5 separate regions of the Mus musculus genome follow, and all the other regions are linked to region 4. A link is a contact called in public HiCAR-type and promoter capture Hi-C data. All regions are on one chromosome and are shown on one strand. Each heading gives the region's core, a stretch centred on a gene start, on an enhancer-like site or on the middle of the called end of the contact. The rest is flanking DNA. Distances are from core to core; before and after follow the strand shown.

Region 1 (3,983 bases), core at 38-2,537, 1.2 Mb before region 4:
TGCCCACTACCTAGGAGGCAGATCTCTCTCAATAAACAAGCAAGCAAGCTTCAACAAAAGCCTCACCTTTCTTTACAATGACCAAGTTGAGAACACTGAGATTAGCGTCCACAATGCATCCACGAACAGACTTGCGCTTCCTCTCTCCAGTTCTCCTTGGCCTGTAACAGGAATGCCCCTTACTCAACAGCAGGCGCACTCTGCCATGGGTCAGAACACCTTGCTTCATGGGAAAACCTTGCTTGTCATTCCCACCGCTGATCCGGACCACATAACCCTGCGTTGAACATAAAATAACAACATTTTACTAGTTCAGTTCCAACCTACTAAGTGCAGGTTCTTAACCTCTTAGGTTCAACACCCGACTAGGGAGAATAACTGAGACCAATTTCAACCACTCACGTTTTGTCTCCGTTTCCAACTAAGGTAAACTAGCCATCTCTCTCCTTTTGACTTACCCTGACTACCCCGGTTTTACTAGCATGAACATGAAAGGCTTTTTTTAAGACCCTGAATTCCGTACGGCAAGCAAGAAAGAAGCATGTCCTTTCGGCCCATTTCCCCAAACTTGGTTCTATTAATGAAACTTAACCCAAAACAGCCCTTGCGCTCGCCAAGCTGGGACATGGATGCCGGTAACAACCTTACCTTCCACTCTTCACCAAGAGCATCAGCGGCTACTTCCGTGGCCATGCGCTTCTCATAGAAGGTGCGGAGCTTGCGCTCGTCATCCACCTCGATGAGCTTCTGACAGCCGGTGGCGGGGAAGGAGATGTTCAGCTACAGTTTTAAAGGGGGACAAGAGAGAACCTTAGGGACCCAAGCCGGGCCGACAACGCAGGGCGTCCGAGGCTCGGATCCCACGCCCGGCAAAGCGCCGCATCCACGGGACATTTTACAGGAGCTCTGTGGGATGCTGAGGACGCCGGGCGACCCTCAAGACCTCCGCTAGCAGAGTGGCGAGGGCTCGAGAGCCGCAAGGCTGCCAGCCGCGAGCGGGGCTTCGGGACCGCGCGTGCCGGGCCCGGAGCCGGGCGCCGCTATGGCGCTACGTCCACCGCGGCGGCGCTGCAATCGCCCGCCATCCGCTCTCCCAGAGCGTCCCAGGGCCGCCAAAACGAGTTCCCTCCCGCCTCGGATCCTTCTCCACTTAGTGCGGGACTTATGCGAGCCTGGGACCGAGGCCGTGCCGCACGCTCGGGCTCGGGCGGCCTCACTCGGCCCTGGCCGGGGACGCCTACCTTCATCTTGACACAGCCGAGCGCCTGGGAGGCGTCACGAAAAAGAGGCCCGACTTCCGCTTAACCCAGGGCACATAGCGCTCTAAGTTCTCGCGAGAACAGCCGGCGGAAGTGACTTTAGAGGGGCGTTACTTCCGGGCGTAGATTAACTAGACTATGGAGAGGCCGGTTTGCAGCGAGCTGTCATTTTAGCTTCCTGGACCTTCCTGGTGACGGGGTCTGTCGTTTATCACCGGGGTTAGCCGCTTCCAGACTGGTCTACTGAGGAGCCGAATCTCCGTTTGCGACCCTGGTTTCTAGTAGTACCTAAAATGGGAAAGCACGACCGGAATTGTCGCCCTGGCTGTCAGGTCCCTCATCCGTACAGAAGATTTCCAATCCGGGATCTTGTCCTGATCCCAGCGATTGAGTGGCTCCTGTAGTCGCCGGACCGCAGAGGCTAAGCAGTCACGTTTACCCAGCACAGACATCTATCGTATGCCTCAGAGTCTTGAGCCTCTCTGCTTTCGCTCTTCTTCTGCCAAAATTGTCCCTTTTGTGGCTGGGCTGGGGGTGACAACTCAGATTGGAAATTGAGCCTCGGGGCTCATCACTGAGCGGCACCGTCGTTGTCAGCTCTTTTTTCAAAACACAAATTAACACCATTTCCATGCTTGTTTACTGCAGTCACACACAGTTCTGTTCAAACTCGTCTTTTGTTTTTCTGAGACTGTCTTTGTATAAAACCCTGGCTGTTCTGAAAGTCTCTATGTACATCATACCCATCTGCTCACCACTGTCACCAATTTCTGTCTCTAAAATTTTGAGTAAGTCCATCATGTGATGGAATCAAATGGAAGTTGTCTTTTTATAACTGGCTGGCTTCACTGAGTGCAGTCTTCAAGTTTATATTTTTCTTCCTTTTAAAGGCGCGTGTGTGTGTGTGTGTGTGCGCGCGCGTGCGCGCGCGCGCGATCACATTTTGTGTGTTGATTTTCTTGTTGAACATTTTTGTTGCTTTATACAATATCCTTGGAAGTATGGCTGCCTGCCTCTGCCCTCAGACATCAGAAGGGGTCTGATCCCTTTGAATTGGAGTTACAGATGGTTGTCAGCTGCCATGAAGGTTCTGGGAATTGAATGCTGGTCCTCTGGAAGCCCAGCTACTAGTCTTAACCACTGAGATGTCTCTCCAGACCCTGTGACCTATTTTTAAATTTTGGATTGTTAGACCTGCCATTGGTGATGCCTGCTTCTAACCCTGGCACTATGGAAACAGGCAGGACGGCTGTCACAAGTTCTTGCCAGCTTGGACTATATAGTAAATTCCAGGGTAGGCAGAAATACACAGTGAGAGCCTGAATCAAACATGCACACAAGTGAGAGAGGGGTTGGAGGAGCTTGCATGTGATACTGAGGTATCTGAAGGCAGGCTTTCACCTTGCAGCCCAGGCTGATGTCAAACTCCACGGTGTTGCTGGGGGATGACTCCTGATCCTGGAGCTTTCACCTCTCAAGTGCTGAGATTATCATAGGCCTGTGCCACCGCAATCTGATCTTAAAGACTGGTCCCTGTTTATTTTAGTTCTTGTATTAGGTCAGTGGTCCACTTGGAGTTTTGTTTTTTAAACCAAGTCTTACTGTGTTGCCTAGGCTGGCCTCTTGGCCTCTGTACTTGAACAGTCCTTTTACAGCCTTCCAAGTGGCTGGAACTACAACACATGCCATTGAAATCTGCACAGTGGTCATGCTCATATGTCTCTCCAACAGTAGACTCGCCTCCTCCTTTCCCATGTAGGTATGTAGTTGTTCCGGCAGTGCATGTGATGGGAGCGCTCTCCACACACTTGACCTGACCCTTTGGTTTGTTATGGCTGTCCAGTGCCAGGTCACACTAGTTTTGTTTTTGTTTTTTGAGACAGGGTTTCTCTGTTTAATCCTGGCTGTCCTGGAACTCACTCTGAAGACTAGGCTGGCCTTGAACTCAGAAATCCACCTGCCTCTCCCTCTCAAGTGCTGGGATTAAAGGCGTGTGCCACCACTGCCTGGCCATACTGTTTTGATTACCATAATTTTGTAAGATTCCTAGAATGGGCCTTGTAATGCTAACACTCACAAGGAGAGATGGGAGAGTTGTGAATTCCAGGGCAGCGTCCACAACCTAGCAAGAGCTCATCACCACAAACACACACACACACAATTATTTGCCTATAAATTAATGCCAGGGTCACATGGGGGAGACCCTGTCTTAAAACAGATGAGCAAGGTGGTGCACACCTTTAATCTTAGCATTCGGGAGGCGAAGCAGGCAGATCTCTGTGAGTTAGATAGGATCTGGAACTTGGGGCACACCTGTCCCCCAGACCTTGGTTTCTAAATTCTATGACCTATTCAGAAAAACAAGCATTCTGTTGCAAATTTCACTGACTCCAGATCTTTGGCAGATAGATAACAAAGTAAATGTAGAATATTTGTTCCAGAAAGAAAGTAATATCTCAAAAACCAATGGACTTGTGTTAGCAGGTTAAAGGGGTAAAGGTTTCTTACTCTAGATGTGAAGAAAGCCATGCTACAAATCTAAAATGCATGCTGTTCTATATAACAGATGGCTTGAACTTTTAAGAATTTGCATCATGTCTTGGTTGTATACTTCTGCCATGATAGTAGCACTTAGATGAGGCAGGAAGCTGAGGAGTGTGAGGTGAGTCTTAGCTACACGGCGCATTTGAGGGCTTGTCTCAACAATTCTATGAAGTGTTGGTC
Region 2 (4,173 bases), core at 1,197-3,696, 1.3 Mb before region 4:
CAACATTTAATTGGGGCTGGCTTACAGGTTCAGAGGGTCAGTCCATTATCATCAAGGCAGGAGCATGGCAACATCCAGGCAGGTATGGTACAGGAGGAGCTGAGAGTTCTACATCTTCATCTGAAGGCTGATAAGAGAAGACTGGCTCCCATGTGGTTAGGAGGAGGGTCTTAAAGCCACATCCACACTTCCTCTAACAAGGCCAACCCTCCAAATAGTGCCACTCCCTGGGGCAAGCATTTTCAAAGTACCACAGGTAAGTCATCTCTCTAGCATCTGACCTTCTGATTTACAAGTCCCAGAGAATGGGGGATGGGGAGAAGGGGAGGCCCTTTCAGTGCCTGAGGGCTAGTGATATGCAGCCATCAGAGGGACAGATCCAACCTAGGGTCTCACTCTAGCCGAATAAGTTCTCTCCTATTAAGTTAAACCCATAGCTCCGATTAAACATTTTGGAAGCCTTGGTGAGGAAGTAGAAGAAGTCCACAAGTTGGTTGGACAGTGGTGGCGCACACCTTTAATCCCAGCGCTTGGGAGGCAGAGGCAGGTGGGTTTCTGAGTTCGAGGCCAGCCTGGTCTACAGAGTGAGTTTCAAGACAGCCAGGGCTATATAGAGAAACCCTGTCTCGAAAAAAACCAAACCAACCAACCAAACAAACAAACAAACAAAAAAAGAAGTCCACAAGCTAGGTTTTCAAATATGAATGTGTCCCTTAACGTTTCTGCTGGCTGGACTGTTAGGATGCTTCCAGGGCCCTAGATCAACTCCTAACTATTGTTAATGGAACCATATTTATATCACTGTTTCTTCTTGAATCAATTCTGACTGCGAATGTGGTTAGGAAAATGGTGTCTGCTATAGAAGTCAAAAGCCAAAACTTTTCAAACCTGCAGTTAACTTCAGAAATAGACAACCAGGCACATATCAACCAGACTTAACATTATTACACTTGTTAGCAAAAACCGTGAGCAAATGAAAGAGAAACTCTCAGCAAAGTGACCACTATGAACACGGGAGTTCACCCGCTACGCACACATATTTAAAATAATTTAATGAACTTTTTGTTTTTCGAGACAAGGTTTTTTTTTTTCTGTATAGATAGCCCTGGCTGTCTTGGAACTCACTCTGTAGACCAGGCTGGCCTCGAACTCAGAAAATGCCTGCCTCTGCCTCCCAAGTGCTGAGATTAAAGGAATGCGCCACCACTGCTCGGCTTAATGAAATTTTTAACAGCATACAAAGAAAAGGGTTTCACTAAGACATGCTCAAAAACATCAGTCACTTTTGTTCTACTCCCCCCCCCCCCAGCCACCCCTGCCGCCTAATCTGTCTTTTGCCAAGAGGAAAAAAGTTGTAACTTATTTTAAGCTATTTGTTCCTTGAAAAATTGATACCCTAAAAAAATTGTCACCAAGTGGTAGCACAAGTCTTTAATTCCAGCAATGGAGGGTGAGTGTTTAAGGCCAGCCTGATTTACAAATAAGACTTGCAGGAAATGCCAGGGCTAAATAGTGAGACCCTACACACCACCTTACCTTCTGCCAAACAAACAAAACAAATTAAAATATTTTGTCAAAATTTCATTACAGTGAAGACTCTCCAATTCCGTCCTTCAGTACCTGCAGAACTGAAAATTGGGTGCTAAAGAGATTATTATTTCAGAGTACTTGCTGCTCTCTTTAGGACCAGAGTCAAATCCTCAGCACTCTGTCCTGAGGCTCACAACCATCAGCTTCAGAATGTTTACCTCGAGATCTAGGTTACCTTTGAGAGGCAGCAAATTACGATTATCTAAACTAAAGAGTTACTCGTTTGGCGTTATCAAAATCTGGATAGAAGTAGAGAAAGACAACGCAGCTAAGGTCTCTCAGAGGTCTTTGGATGGCTTAGAGAAGGGCAGCCCTCCAGTGTCACTCAGACTTTGGGGTCACACAATTATGGGTGGAACTTCCAGCCTCTACTAAAGAGAAACTGCAAGTCTCTCTAGGCTTTTTTTTTTCTTTCATTGACCTTGAGCTATTCTAAGTCACTTTCTCATTCTCTGAAAACCTGAGCCTGGAGAGGCGGTAGTCACCTGCCACAGGCAACCGCAACAAAACAAAACAAAACAAAACAAAACAAAACAAAACAAAACAAAACAAAACAAAACAAAACAAAACACCGCAGAACAAACAGAAAGGTTACAACTAGCGCCAGGAGAGCTGGAGGACTCTCGCTTCGGCGTCGGGATTCTAAGGAGCGCCCCGAGGTCCGCCAGAATTCTGCCAGGAGGAGGGCGCTCGCGGGGCGGGGCACAAGCGCAGAGGCGTGGCCTGAGCCTGAGGCTTGGTAGGAGTCTGGGGGCGTGGGTCAACCTCTGGGTGGAGCCCAACCACAGGGGCGTGGCTCTAGCGGGGCGGGTCCGACCTCGGACCCCACCCCCCGCGTCCTTTCTACCGCCCCCGCAGAAGGAAAGGGAGAGGGACGGAGGGAGGGAAAGTGGTGTTCTGTGGAAAAGAGCGGAAGGAAGGGAAGGCAAAAAAGAATAGGGAACAGAAACATGGCGGTCTGTGGTCCGGACAGTCTCGCCCCGGGCAGTGCCTAGACGTCGGTCCTCCCGCAGCGCCCGCGGCCCGCGAGCCCTTCGGTCGGCAGTTGCCCTCGCTGCAGGCTGTCCCCTGGAGACCCGGCCGCGCGGAGGCGCAGGCGCAGAGGGGCCCCGGAGTCCCGGCCCTGCCAGCGGAGGGTGCCCAGGCCGCGTAGCCGGCGCTTTCTCACCCCAGGAAGCTCCGGTGTCGGACAGTCGCCGACTGGGCCGGCGCAGGTGAGTCCGCACCGCTGCCCTGCCCGATTCCTCCCGCTCCGCCAGGCCGCTCAGGTAGCGTGCGGGACCGCGCGGGAGGAGGGGAGCGGCCGGCTGGCCTAGTCGCTGAGTGAGTGGGCGGGAGGTCCCCGGAGCCCGCGGGCTGCCGTTCGGAGAGGCTGCGGCCGGAGGGCCTCGAGAGGATCGACTCGGTGCAGGGACCGGGCCTGGCCTCTGCCGCCGGGGTGAGGCGGGAACCAGGCTCTCCGGCCCTGGCCCGGCCGGCGGGGTGCTGAGCGGTGGCAGCTGGGGTGGAGCGTAAGGATCCGTGGACGCTGCGGAGGTGGAGGTACCGGGGTGCAGGCAGGTGCCGCAGGTGAATCCAGGGCATTTCCTCCTCTGCCGGACCGTGGCTGATGTTTAGGGCTGCTTTGTTGGGGATAACTTATAGGAAGGCTCCATTCAGCTCTGGAGTGACTAAACTCAAATAAAGCCAACTAATGAGCCCCTAAGTGCTGACTCTTGTAAGAGCCGTAACTTTAAAGCATTGGAGATGCTGTCACCTCTTCCCCCTCCCCTTTTTGTGATTCGTAGGCCGTTTCCCTCCCGAAGAATGTGCTTGGAGAGAACAAATAAGGAATGACCCAGTTTTTAAAATGCCGCCCCCCCAACCCCCGCTCCCCTTCAAATTTCGTTGGTTTCACACGGGAAAATTTAAGGCAGTTACTGTAGTTACTTGAGCAAATGTGAGAGAAGGCGTCATTCCTGCCTACTGAGAGCACAACTTGCTGTGCGATTTTGTCTAGAGAGGTCATGCACTGTAGTCTGAGCAGTTGACGTACTTAGGCTACTTAATTGTGTGCAAACTCGAGTCCCTAGAAATAGGTCTTGCCGTCTTATCTCCATGCTTCCAAGAAGCAAGCTAGAAAAGATCCTTAGGTGTAGTGTCCTGTTGGCCAGGTTTTCAGTAAACATTTCATTTGATTTGATAACCATGTAAATATACTAAACTACCTCGAATCTAGAACTCATTATGTGACTTTTTTGTTAAAAAAAATTTGCAAAAGGAAAACTTTTTATCATAGTCATTATAACCATAAAACCCACTATATTTTCTGCTTTGCTCTCAATATTAATGTTAAAAAGTTAGCAAACTGCCTTCTTGATAAGACTGGGAACTTAGAAATCTCAGACATAATCTTAGATTTGTGCTCATGAATATGACCTGCCTCTTACTGGATTGCTCTTTTAGTTAGTGGCAATAGGTTTTCTGCTATTCAGTCCACTCCTTTGACCATTTACTATTTATAAAGAAATGGATTGAGATTAAGGGGTCTAATCCTCTTTATTACCGGTCTTGGAGAAGTGATCCCATGTCATTTGATTTTTG
Region 3 (3,917 bases), core at 929-3,428, 1.4 Mb before region 4:
TTGAGACACGTTCTCACTATATAGCTCTGACTAGCCTGGATTTTGTTAGGTAGACTAAAGTGGGCTTGAACACAAAGATCTGCCTGCCTAATTGGACTAACGGCACACACCCTCGAGTATAGGGTTGTTGTTGTTGTTTGTTTGTTTGTTTGTTTGTTTTTCCTTTTTGAGACACTGTCTCATACAGCCCAGGCAGCCTGCAGTTCACTATGTAGCCATGGTCTGCCTTCAACTGACACCTCTTCACCTCCCTTCAAAGTGCTGGGGTGTGAGCACCACGCCTGGCTGGGAAGTTTCTATTAGAGTAATAAGAGTGAGCACCGGTATGGCTGTGAAGAGCCCATCCGTGTGAAGGAAGGTCAGCAGACAGTTTCTGGGTAGAGGAGGGATTGTGCTTCAGGAAGGCCTGGGGGATCCCTGGTGTGACTTAGCACTCACCCTACCCAGTCCCTTGGGCTCAGTGTTGACCGCAGAATCTAGACTCACTTTGTGGCTCCAGCTTCTGGATGATGGGCAGGGCACTTGTCATGGCCGCAGAGGTCACGGTCTTCACGCCCTTCTCGGCCATCTCACACACGGATCTCAAATACGGGTACTGATCCTTTGTACTGACATAAGCGGAGGACACAAGGTCGTAGGTAGAGCTCACCAAGGGCAGGTTGGCCACTCTCATCACCACGCTCTGCAAACACGGAGGAGTGGATAGTAATGACTCAAATCACAAGAAAGGAAAAAGGACCAAGAAACGAATACTTAAAAAAAATCATACCTGTTGCGGATCCACTACTGCTGCTGCCATTTTTTCCTCCTGGAGAAAAGAGACGCCTGGAGAGAAAAGAAACTGGTTTCAGAACATTGAGGACCAATTCCTGTCCCAACCTAGGCAGGCCCACAATTCCAGCATAGACAGTTTCAGTTCCCCAACCCCACCCCTCTAGTTCAGAGCCCTTTTCAAGGCCAACAACCTGACTGGAGGCTCCAGGGCTGTTTACACACTTTCAATAGGAAAGAGTAGTCATTGTCCTGTCTCTTAAATGGGACACTAGAAATGCCTCTGAAATGCCTGTTCTCAAAAATGCTAACCCAAAAGGCAGAAAATTCCATTTAAACAGAAGACATCTTAGATTCCCCCAAACACCTGCCCTTAATTAGTTAATGGATTTATTTCTGTAGGCTTTCTGAGACAGTATTTCTCTTTGTAACAGTCCTGGCTAGCCAGGTTGGCCTGGAACTCACCAGACCTACCTGCCTTTGCCTCCCAAGTGCTAGAATTAAAGATGGCCCTTGCTATACTTAGTCTCTGCCTGTCTAAAGCCCAGGCTGACTCTCTCTACTCTACTTCACTAGTGTTGGTATTAGGTACAGGCCACCATGCCGGGCTCTCAGCATCAGGACTATCAAACTGATACTTGAGGGTGTTTACCACTCTTGTGAACAAGATTGAAACCAGCAGTGGCTGCCTTAATGCTGACTGAGCTCAAGAAAGTCACTCCAGGGAACTGTAAAATCTCCTATCCCCAGTGACCCACACCCACATGAAACTGCCTTCTGCCCAGCAACAGAACCTGTCTAGACTGCTCTGCCTCCAATCCAAAGTCCCAGTTCCTTAGGAAGAACTGTCCAGAAAGCAGAAGCTTCGAGCAGTATCTATACCAAGGAGCAGCCCATAAAATATCTCCTTCCGTTTTCCAAGGGTGAGGTGGGGCTGAGGCAGAGGAGGAGCAAGAGTTTCAGCCCAGCTTGGACCATAGAGAGCCTGCGGGCAGCCAGTGCTGCCTAGTGGGACACTAAAGGAAACCCAGACAATTCTCACTATGCACCTTATAAGTTCTTCTGTGAGGTGTTTCCATTTAAATAAAACCTCGACCGGACAAATGCAAGTTGCTCTACCACAGAAGGACGTGCAAACAGAAAGGAAAACTCTAGAACAAAAGCGAGAGCTTTCCCAACCAGCCCGGGGCTGCTCCCTCCCCCCTCCTCCCCCACCGACCCATTGCTGCAGTTCCGAGCCCAGTGCAGGCAGAGCAGCAGCGGCCTGAGGGCCAGATCTGGTGCAGGACCTACCTAACAGGAGAGCTGAGGGACGAGCAAGTCCGCACGGTCCAGATCACCACACAGCAAAGCGGCCAGAACGACTGTTAAAATATCGCTTGACTGCCCCGCCCAAGCCTCCGAGCCACGTGATAGCCCAGCTGCCTGGGGCCGCTGAACCCTGTGCTGGGCTGGACTGGGACTCTGGGGCCACTCATTGGGGATGAGGGCGTGGGAACCCCAACCTGGTGCCACAATATCGGGGGCCTCCTTGGTTTCCTGAGCCCAGTGCCCTGAGATCCCAGATCAGTACAAGAAGAGCAGGAGCCAGCCGGGGCGAGGCCTTCTGCTGTCTGACTTAGGTCAGGGGTCCTGAAAGCTGCATTGCAAAGATGCAGGGCGTCTTGGGGTTTTGGAAAATGCAGACAAATTAACCAGAGTCTTCAGAAAAGACCACTTCAAAACTGGAAGTTCGGGTTCTAACCTTTTACTTTAAGTCAAGAAAGTTACAAAGATGTGTGGAATTCCAACACGTTAATGACCTGTAGGGACTTCTGGTTTACTGCTCTATGGATGTAAACAATTCATCCATGGGATGTGGCGGCTCTGGTCTGTAATCCCCAGCCAGCACTAGGGAAATTGCGGCAGGAGGATTGTTGTGAGTTCTAGGCCAGAAAAAATACCGTTCTCAAAGAGAGACAACTTATCAAAAGCTTCTAATTAAAAGGTTGATCTGAATTTCCACAAGCAAAGCTTGAGCCTCTCTTCTGTGTTTTCTTTAGTAAAACAATTCCAAATTGCTCCTTAGTGATATCAGCCAACAACTAAGGAAGATGGCCAACTTTATCGTGACTTATGCAATATTTTTAAGTGGTCTGAATCATTTTTTAATCCTTGTCGAGAGGGCAGGGACGTGAACTGGGTTATTTGATCTTGAAAGTTGTACAGCCATCTGGAGTCATAAGGGTTCAGGGAATTTCTTTCCTGGAAAAAGATACAGGTGCAGGCCTTCTAGTTCCTTGCAAGGGAAACTAGAAGGAACAGTTGAAGATAGGAAGGAAGCTCTTGTGCCCTAGCTACATAGATCCCCTGTCACCAGAATATGTAATAAGAGCAACAGCAACAGTGCTGGGCCCTACTAACCGGGGCTTGTGGAAGGTGCCTTTGGAGCTATGGAATTTGAACTCTGGGCAGCACTCACCTCCACGTCAATCATTTCCCCAAAGTTGCATACACACAAGCGCTGCTTACTTTTTCAAAGGTCCAAAGAGCCAAACTGGCTTCATTAATATGTGTGCCTGAATCAATCCATTGCAGGCACTGGAAGACACCACCGTATAATTATAAAGGAAAAAGAAAAAGAAGAAATGTCTGGAAGTCCAAAGATGCTCTGGATGTTTTTATTAAAGATTGTGTTTTACATGCGTATGCATGTATGTATGTATGTATGTATGTATGTATGTATGTATGCCACATCTGTGCAGATGTCATCTGAGACCTTTTAGAAAAGGACATTGGATTGCTAGGAGCTGAAGTTTAGCTGATTGTGAGCCAAAGCACTCAGGAGACTGAGACAGGAGGATTACAGGTTTGAGACTAGGTTGAGCTACATAGTGAATACCAAACCAGGCAGGCTACACAGCAAGACACTGACCCCACCAAACCAAACCAAACCAAACCACCCCACAATTCTCCTTCTGATAGTGATGATGATGTAAAAATGAGAACAATCAACTACATCCTTTTTTTAAATTTAATTTTATTTTTTGGTATTATTCTAAGTCAGAGGTTCTCAACCTGTGGGTCATGGCTCAGGAGTCTAACAACCCTTTCACAGGGGCCGCCTAAGACTATCTGCATAGCAGATATTTACATTTCGGTTCATA
Region 4 (3,906 bases), core at 345-2,844:
ACAAGATCCTAAACTATCAGTTTTGGAGACAGACACTTTATTGAGAACAGGATGGCTGGTTTCAAATGTATCAGCTAGGTAAATAGCCTTGGTCAAAGTGTTTCATATTTTGTGCTTAGTTTCCTTATTTGAAAAAAATGTAATAACTTTACTATTCAACTTGGTCTGTGAATTAAATAAGTTGATATACTTAAAACAGTATACCAGACATAACTACATGCTCGATTAGGAACAAGTGAGCCTCAAGAAACACAGGAATAAGCCAGGGGTGTGGCCCATGCCTTTAGTCCCAGCACTTGGGGGGCAGAGGCAGGCAGATCTCTGATTTTGAGGCCAGTCTTGTCTACAAAAAGCATATTATAATGACCTTGCAAATTTAACTTACAAAACTGCTTGCTACAAAATGAGAGCCTGTCTCAAAAAACCAAATACAGGAATAGACAAAGGAAACAAATTTAAAATGTTCCTAAAATTTGTACTTGTGTAGTTGGAAAACTTATGGGAATATCATCAAACTAATAAAACCAAAAAGGTAATTATAAATCTCACAGAACTCCCATGTCCCCAAGGATATAAGCGATTGAATACAGGAACATGTTCAAAATTAATTTAGATAAATTCTTACAGAATGAATGCATTATAAGTTATTGGAAGATCTAGAGATGGTGTGTGGAATGTAATTATTGTTCTGAGGTGAAGTATAGGAAACCAAGAATTTCCTGTTAGCATATTATAATGACCTTGCAAATTTAACTTACAAAACTGCTTGCTAAATTCCTACCACAGAATTAGAATCTCTAGAGATGTACCCAGGCTTCTTTTAAAGCGTCCTAATGCTTCTAAAAGTGCATGGGGTTTCAGAAACAGTCAGGTAATAGATTTCTATTCCTTTTAACTTATTTATTTATTTATAAACGCAGTTGTTTTCGTTTCTGCTGCGTTGTGCCAGGTGTCACAGACTTCCCCTGTGGGACCATTCCTTCCTATTTCGCTAAAGAAAATGCTTGGCTATAATAAATGTTATATAACAATAATAGTCGTGGTAAAGTTCTTTGAGCCAGCTCTCTTTAGATCAAATTCCCCCGTAGCAGAAATTCCTGGGCCTTGACAACTATACAAGTAGAAGCAAGGGCACAGCAGGAAGAAATGAAGTCACTGAGCAGCAGCTCCAGGAAGCAAGCTGGCTCTGAACCCTAGCTATCATGAGTACTCCAACCCCGCTCCCCCTGCCCCTCCTCCCCACTCCAGTCACGAGGATTTACAAAATCTCCAAATATCAAGAAGCTGTCCTGCATCTCCTAAAGCTGCCAACAGGACTCCCTGGCTCTGTGCAGTGGCATCTCCAGACAGGATCCTTTGCTTTCACATCCCAGAGCCTGAAGATCAGCCTGCACCCCTGCGAAGTCTGGCTGTGGCTAGGGCTGGGACCCAGCTTCACTTCAACATCTAACTGCAGTGAGCCGCCAAGGCCTTGTCACGCATGCGCGCGAGGGGGCGGGCATCCCAGCAGAGGAGGCGGGACTGGTTCTTGAAGTAGGTTTCGTATTGGCTGTCTCCGACAGGACCCGCCTCCGAGCGGTGGAGGCGGTGCGTGGGACACGTCAGGCACGGGAGCAGGCTGTGCCTGTGGCAGAAGTGAGGTAAGCCATGCGGCGTGGCTGACCGTCCACCGGCGGCAGCCGGGTGGGCAGTTGCCGCATCGGGTCCGGCTGCAGCCGCGGTCACGGGGGCGAGGGCGACCGAAGCTGGACCACTTGGGCTGGGGTGCAGGCCCGCGGCGGAGCATGTGGCGGCAAGGCCGTGGCGTCGCGTGAGGCGGGCAGGGCATTTGACCTGCTGCCCCTATTGCTGGTCCAGCGAAGCGTCCGGCTCCCGGAGGATCTGGCCTCAAGCGGTTCCCTGGTGTAAGGCTCCAGGACCCGCTGGCAGTGGAGGGGCTTGGCAGCCGGAGAGGCTGGCACGATCTGTCTAGCTTACCTGCCTCAGGTTGCGGTTGTCACCCCTCCTTAACCCGGTCGCTGGTTCGGGGCAGCGCCAGAGATCCTGGTGTCCTCTTGTCTGGCCTGGGGTGACTGTCTGAGTTCCCCGGGACTCAGACGCAGTTTTTGTCCACTTTAATGCAAAGGCTCTTGGGTGAGCAGAGCCTGTTTTCTGACTCAGGTCTCTGGCTCTGAAGAGTTTTTCTGTGGGGCTTCAGCGGTTGCAGGCGCCTGCGGTTGTGTAGGACTTAATCCCAGTTTGTTTCAGCCATGGTGCCTTGACCCCTTGTTTGTAGTTTTGGATCCAGTGAAATCATACCGTCATTGACTCATTCATTGCAAACTTTTAAAATGAGTTCCTTGGTGGATAGATAGTACCTGCCTTTGCTTGCATTTAATATGCCAGTGCTAGTGTCTGAGTTGACAAGATTTGAGATGGATTTTTTTTTTTTTTGTGGTTCATTTTTAGGATCTAGATTTAGATGCAAAAGATGAAGCTCTCTTGGACCTTATTCCAAGGGTTTTTTTTTTTTTTTTTTTTTTTTTTTTGTTGCTTTGGTTTATTTATTTATTTATTTATTTAATTTTGTTTTTTGCTTTTCCCTCTCCTTCTAATAAACCCTAAAGCCCATTGGCCCTGAGGGGTGATCCTAGTGCTTCCTATGGAAAAGTAAAGGGATGTGATTACAAGTATTCTGTAATTTTGGAATGTTCAAATTTTACAAAATTTACAAATGTTCAAGATTTACTGAACGGTGTTAGCAGTTGGGAACCAACTAAGTAAAAAACACATGATGTCATTTATGATTGTGTATTTTATGCTCCAGTGACAAGTGTTTCTGTTCACAAACACTTGACTAGCAAGCGAGTGAGTGCATGGTTACAATTTTGATTGACATCCAGTTTCTGCAAAGAAAGTACCATGACTCATCTAAATTTTGAAGTGTAATAATCATGAAGTTTTTTGTTATATATAAAAATACTCCATAGAGATAACTGGACAAGAATGCAGTTTTCAAAGCTTTTGACTTGCTTTGGTGATAAGTGATAGCCAAAACAACTGAATTATTTACTTACCAAATTAATCTTATTAACAGTTCACATTTCTTTGTTTTCCATATCTTGCTTAGTTTTTTTTTTTTGTTTCTTTTTTAATTGAAATAATTTAAAATTGTATCATGTTACTATTTGGTGGGTTTTAATTGCTTGATGGCTCTAATTGAGGCCTAATAATCCAAAAGTAAATAAATTGTTACTTCAAGGTAACAAATACCTGTATAGATGTGATAGATTTTTCTTATGGTAATTGATTAATGGTATTTACACATAGTAGAGATCACCCTTTTCTAGTATAAAATGATTTCAAAGGTAATTATTCTGATATTCCGAGCCTCATGATATTTGACATTGTCCATAAACTGTTAGTTGAATTAATATTAATTAGAGATGTAAATCAATTATAATCACTATTAGTATAGAGCTCTTTCATATGATAAAATACAGCTTAGCCCTAGAAGTATAGTTTAAATCTGTGACTTATAAATAGCAATTAATTGAGAAGAATTTATGTGTACCATTTCCATCATGGTAAATAAGAATTGCTAAGCTAATTGGACAAGTGTTGTTTGTCAGCTTCCTCTATAAAAATTATTTCAACCTTTTTAAAAATGTAGATCCCATTCATTTCACACACTAGATTACAAAATTTGAAAGTGTGTAAAAAAGATTTTTAATCTGTTTCAAGTCACACAATGTTGAGAGTAATGCAATGACATTTGTAATTTTTTATCACTTTGCTAACATATTTTCATTCATTCAGCCAGAGTCAGAGTATGCATGTATTTGTTTTATTGCTTGTTTATCTGGATAGATGAGAATGACCTTGAACTAATGGTTTTCTTGCCTCAGTCTACCCAAGGCTGAAATT
Region 5 (4,041 bases), core at 1,096-3,595, 1.0 Mb after region 4:
CTGACATCAGGCTGGGCAGCGAACTCCTTTACCTACTGAGCCAGCTCACTACCACATCCTAACCTAATATTTTTGTATCACTTCTGCCATTATGTTTAGTTTTTAGGTTTCTGAGACAGTATCCCACTATGTTTCTCAGGCTGGCCTCAAAGTTACAATCCTCCTGCCTCTGTCTTCTATATGCTAAAATCACAGCCTTACGCCACCACACCCAGCTTTCCATTGTATTTTATAACCTAAAATGATTGTAACAGAAGAAATGTTTATATCTTGAGAAAACTTAGACACAGAGTGGATAATGGCGACGAATGGGTCTACACAGCATCAGGCAGCATCCACACCAACAGAAGGTGGAGATTCATTAAATGGAGGTGTACGGGTATTGCTTTACTACTGACATAAACACCAGCTCTCACACCAAAGACAGTCTGAGAACTTGTTTTGGACCCAAGCATGAGTGGCCAGGGCAGGGAACACAGATTTAGTTCAACCCAAATTATGTTCCAGGACAGTAACAGTTTCACCAAGTTGTCATAGGAACGGAACAACGACAACAACAAAAGTCACACAGGAAAACACTTTGAATGTATTCCTGAAAACATCACACAGGTGACTTATAGGGAAGGATAGAGTGTAGGCTGCAGATGCTACCGATGAGGCTCGCCTTTGGGATTGGTGGGAGCTAGCTTTGTACACTCCAAAAGATTTACCCAATAGGCACAAGGACAATAAGGCACACAGAAAGGCAGATAGTAAGTACCACTTAGTGGGGCAAGACAGGGCAAGGTAGGCTCTGGGCCAGAAACTTTCCAACTCTCCACAAGCCTGATTAGTTCATCGGCCTCGTCGAATGCGAGTCGAGGGTACCTTTTCTCTGGGAACTTTCAGTTAACACTGCTGAGAAGAAGAAAACAGAATCTCCTTCCTTGGCTCCTTCCCAACCACAGAGAAATTTGTAGCTTTTTCTATATCTCGGGGGACCACCCTTAAGATAGCTGTCACCCAGGGCTGGCGAGATGGCTCAGCTGTTAAGAGTACTGTCTGCTCTTCCAAAGGTCCTGAGTTCAAATCCCAGCAACCACATGGTGGCTTACAACCATCCGTAATGAGATCTGATGCCCTCTTCTAGTGCATCTGACGACAGCTACAGTGTACTTAGATATAGTAATAAATAAACCTTAAAAAATGATAGCTGTCACCCAGGGTTGGAGAGATGGCTCAGGGGTTAAGAGCACTTGTAGAGGTAAATTCGGTTTCCAGAATCTATATCAGGCAGTTCACAGTTGCCTGTTACTCCAGCTTCAGGCTGGGTTCTGGACAAACACACACACACACACACACACACACAAACACAAACACACCTGCAGGTATTTGTGTGTGCATACATATAAATAATGAAATAAACTAAGAAAAAAAAAAAGATAGCTGCTGCCCAGCATTTTGTTTGGCGCAGCTTGTACCATCAAAGGCTATAATGAATTGTCCTAGTAGAGAAGGGATAGGGCCTCTCAGAGAGAGTATCCAGGGGAAAGGTCGCTGGGGTCAGAGTGGGTCTTGCTGGTATTGCATCACAGAGACACAGGTCCTGACCTGAATCCTGCTGTACCGTATGCTGCCCTGGCATAGAAAGTTTTGTTTTAATTTTTGCTTATTTTATTGGAGTGAGGATTGAAGCTAGTGTCTCCTTGGATGCTAGATAAACACTTTAGTGCTGAGCTAAATACCAAGCCCTCTGTTTATTTTTGAGATAGACTCTTAATATTGCTCAAGATGGTCTTGAACTCACTCTGTAACCAAGTAAGACTTTGAACTTGCCATACTGCTTGCTGACCAGACTTCATGAGTGAGTGGGATTACAAATCTGCATCACTAGCCATTGTATAAAGGAATTTTAAAAATGCCCCTTGCTGGTAGCATCAGGCTGGGTGTTGGGGAGGGTCCTGCCTCCTTAAAAGCTCCCCGCCAAACAGAAGCTAAATAAACCAGTTTGTAAATCAGAGCTGTGGGGGGCGGGAATCTCAAGCTAGCACTCTTCAGTTTCCCTCCGCCCTCCCCAAAGCCCAGGAATGCGGCAGGCCCTGATTTTACAGCCCTGGCCACCGGGGCAGCCAAGTCGCCGCAGAACTGGCAGTAATGCGCTACCTCACCATGTTCTTGTGAAACAGTTAAAAGACAAAGTGACAAGCACATCCTAAGTGGCTTTTCTATCTTGATCATAGACTCGCCATCAGGCTGCACAGTAACAACAGAAGCCCCGAGAAGCCGAAAACTCTGCAAGAGGGACGGGAGGCGGGAACCTGATTTGAGGAGGAGGGTGGAGGAGAACAGCCAATCCCGCGCTCCCCGGGAGGAAGAGGAGGAGCCAGAGCCCGTGGGTCCCCGCACTGCTCACTCCCGCGCCACGCCGGCCCCGCAGTCTCCTCCCGGTCCCACGCTGCGGCCCGCTGTGGACTTCCCTGGTGCAGACATGGCCTCGGGCTCCGCCTGCACGGCGGTGAAGGTGAGATCACCCTACAAGCTGTGAATGGGCCAGCCCTGCAGGGTTCCTTCTCGAGCCTCCAGGCTGTGTCCCCAGCCGGAGCGCCCCCCACCCACCGCTCAGCAGGGAGGGGACAGGGCGCGCGGCACCCAGCGCCACCCCGATGTCCCCAGCCTTTGAACTCATCTGCATTCCGGGCCCGAGCGGTGGTAACCGGGGCTCTGATGGGGAGTGGGGTAATAGAAGGGGGAGCGGGATGATGGAGGGGACTGCGCCCCGCTGCCACCCTCTTTTAGTACCACTCCCCCCCAGGCGGGAGCTGGCGCGTGGCTCAGCTCCTGCGGCTGCTGCGTCGGTCCCTCTAGTCTTACGGGACTTAAGCTTCCGCTACTTTGACTAGGCCCACGTGGGAGAGCTGGCACTTGCTCTTTTGCATGCTTCGGCTTCATTTCCCCCTCCAAACTTAGATTTCCTTTTGCTTTGTTTTACCTCGGCAGCGCAGAGCTGAGGGAGCTCTGAGACTTTTTAAATACTGAAACAGAGCGCGGACCGCTCTCAGACTGGAGGCCTCTGTCTTATAAACCGCTTTCCAACCTTGAAAGTTAGAGTTATTTTCTTAGGCCTTAGGTCCCCAGAGATCTGGACACAAGGGACTCTTGTGCGCCGGGAACAGCTGGCCAGATGAGAGCATGAGTTCTGAGAGTTGGAGTGAGCCTCCCTTGGGGAGTTTTAAACACATCCTGATTGATGGGTAGAGAGTGGAATAACGGAGCCCAGGAAACACTGGTGTTTAAGTCCTTTCTAGGCTGTTTATTATTAGCCAAGAACGCAGTTAATTTGATTCAGTTTAGGAATTTCTGACCCATGCTACAGGAAGTGCACAGTTTTCTTCAGGCATCCTTTTGATTGCCTGCAGTGCCGTTTGATGCCCTTGCAAGAGGCCCATCTCTGCATTTAGCCTTCAGCGTGCCAGGGCATTGTATACTGGGGCCCTGCAGGGCTTCATGAACCACTCAGGGTGAGGTTGCTGCATTCGGTCATAGGGGCCAACTTTTTCTTTTCTCCATTTTGAAAAGGATTATTTACATTTATAGAAAGCCATGGTTCCAGTCAGCAGGAACGGGGCAGAAAGGGTCTTCATGTGCAAGGTACAGTAGGTACTTATTTATAAAGTGGAGATTTTAACATATTGTGGGCTGGAAATTTCACTGAGGTAGAGGCCTGTGATTTGAAGATAGATCTATTTGTCATCTCTGTCCCACAATGTGAGTAAAACCAAATAGCTAGAACTTCACACTTAATCAGTCCAGTCAGGATAATACTATCTGTGCAAGGACCAGCATATCTCAACAGAAAGAATTTGCTTTAATCTGGTTAGCCTTCTGCCCAACACACAGTTTCCCTGCAAAATGAATGTGGTCCACTTAAGAGCAGAAAGAGCTATGTAAATATTGAATGATATGTATTTTTTTTATCTTGGCAAGCTTTTGAAATAAAACTTAGAGATATAAATGGTGCTCGGAATACCTGCTGAGTTCTCTTCTTGAGATTGCAACAGGTGA

The links. HiCAR-type assays count read pairs that join an accessible place to other places. Capture Hi-C pulls out chosen DNA fragments and counts their contacts.
Region 1: a HiCAR-type map of astrocytes shows a contact between it and region 4, with 4 times the contacts expected there. The contact joins the promoter of Rps6 here to the promoter of Focad in region 4. A contact is called at or near these places in 3 of 39 promoter capture datasets (embryonic stem cells, hippocampal neurons and pre-B cells), 2 of 484 Hi-C or Micro-C datasets (B cells and muscle stem cells) and 4 of 115 datasets of contacts at active chromatin or transcription factors (astrocytes, embryonic hindbrain, embryonic stem cells and 1 more).
Region 2: a contact with region 4 is called in a promoter capture Hi-C map of liver, with 2.6 times the contacts expected there. The contact joins the promoter of Dennd4c here to the promoter of Focad in region 4. A contact is called at or near these places in 1 of 115 datasets of contacts at active chromatin or transcription factors (astrocytes) and 1 of 9 other capture datasets (liver).
Region 3: a HiCAR-type map of astrocytes shows a contact between it and region 4, with 2.1 times the contacts expected there. The contact joins the promoter of Plin2 here to the promoter of Focad in region 4. A contact is called at or near these places in 1 of 39 promoter capture datasets (hippocampal neurons) and 1 of 115 datasets of contacts at active chromatin or transcription factors (astrocytes).
Region 5: a promoter capture Hi-C map of liver shows a contact between it and region 4, with 2.9 times the contacts expected there. The contact joins the promoter of Mtap here to the promoter of Focad in region 4. A contact is called at or near these places in 1 of 39 promoter capture datasets (cranial neural crest) and 1 of 9 other capture datasets (liver).

Annotation. Positions count from the first base shown.
Region 1 is chr4:86,856,080-86,860,062 of GRCm38.p6, forward strand. Rps6 (ribosomal protein S6) reads right to left here and starts at 1,288. Exons shown (of 5, transcript NM_009096.3): 1 at 1,242-1,288; 2 at 649-780; 3 at 67-277. The coding sequence starts at 1,247.
Region 2 is chr4:86,746,109-86,750,281 of GRCm38.p6, forward strand. It overlaps Dennd4c (DENN/MADD domain containing 4C), which reads left to right and starts at 2,447. Exons shown (of 32, transcript NM_184088.1): 1 at 2,447-2,804. It overlaps Gm6521 (predicted gene 6521), which reads right to left and starts at 3,296. Exons shown (of 1, transcript NR_168733.1): 1 at 1,417-3,296.
Region 3 is chr4:86,667,881-86,671,797 of GRCm38.p6, forward strand. It overlaps Plin2 (perilipin 2), which reads right to left and starts at 2,179. Exons shown (of 8, transcript NM_007408.3): 1 at 2,065-2,179; 2 at 770-825; 3 at 487-682. The coding sequence starts at 799.
Region 4 is chr4:88,093,036-88,096,941 of GRCm38.p6, forward strand. It overlaps Focad (focadhesin), which reads left to right and starts at 1,595. Exons shown (of 44, transcript NM_001081184.1): 1 at 1,595-1,640.
Region 5 is chr4:89,135,025-89,139,065 of GRCm38.p6, forward strand. Mtap (methylthioadenosine phosphorylase) reads left to right here and starts at 2,346. Exons shown (of 8, transcript NM_024433.2): 1 at 2,346-2,500. The coding sequence starts at 2,468.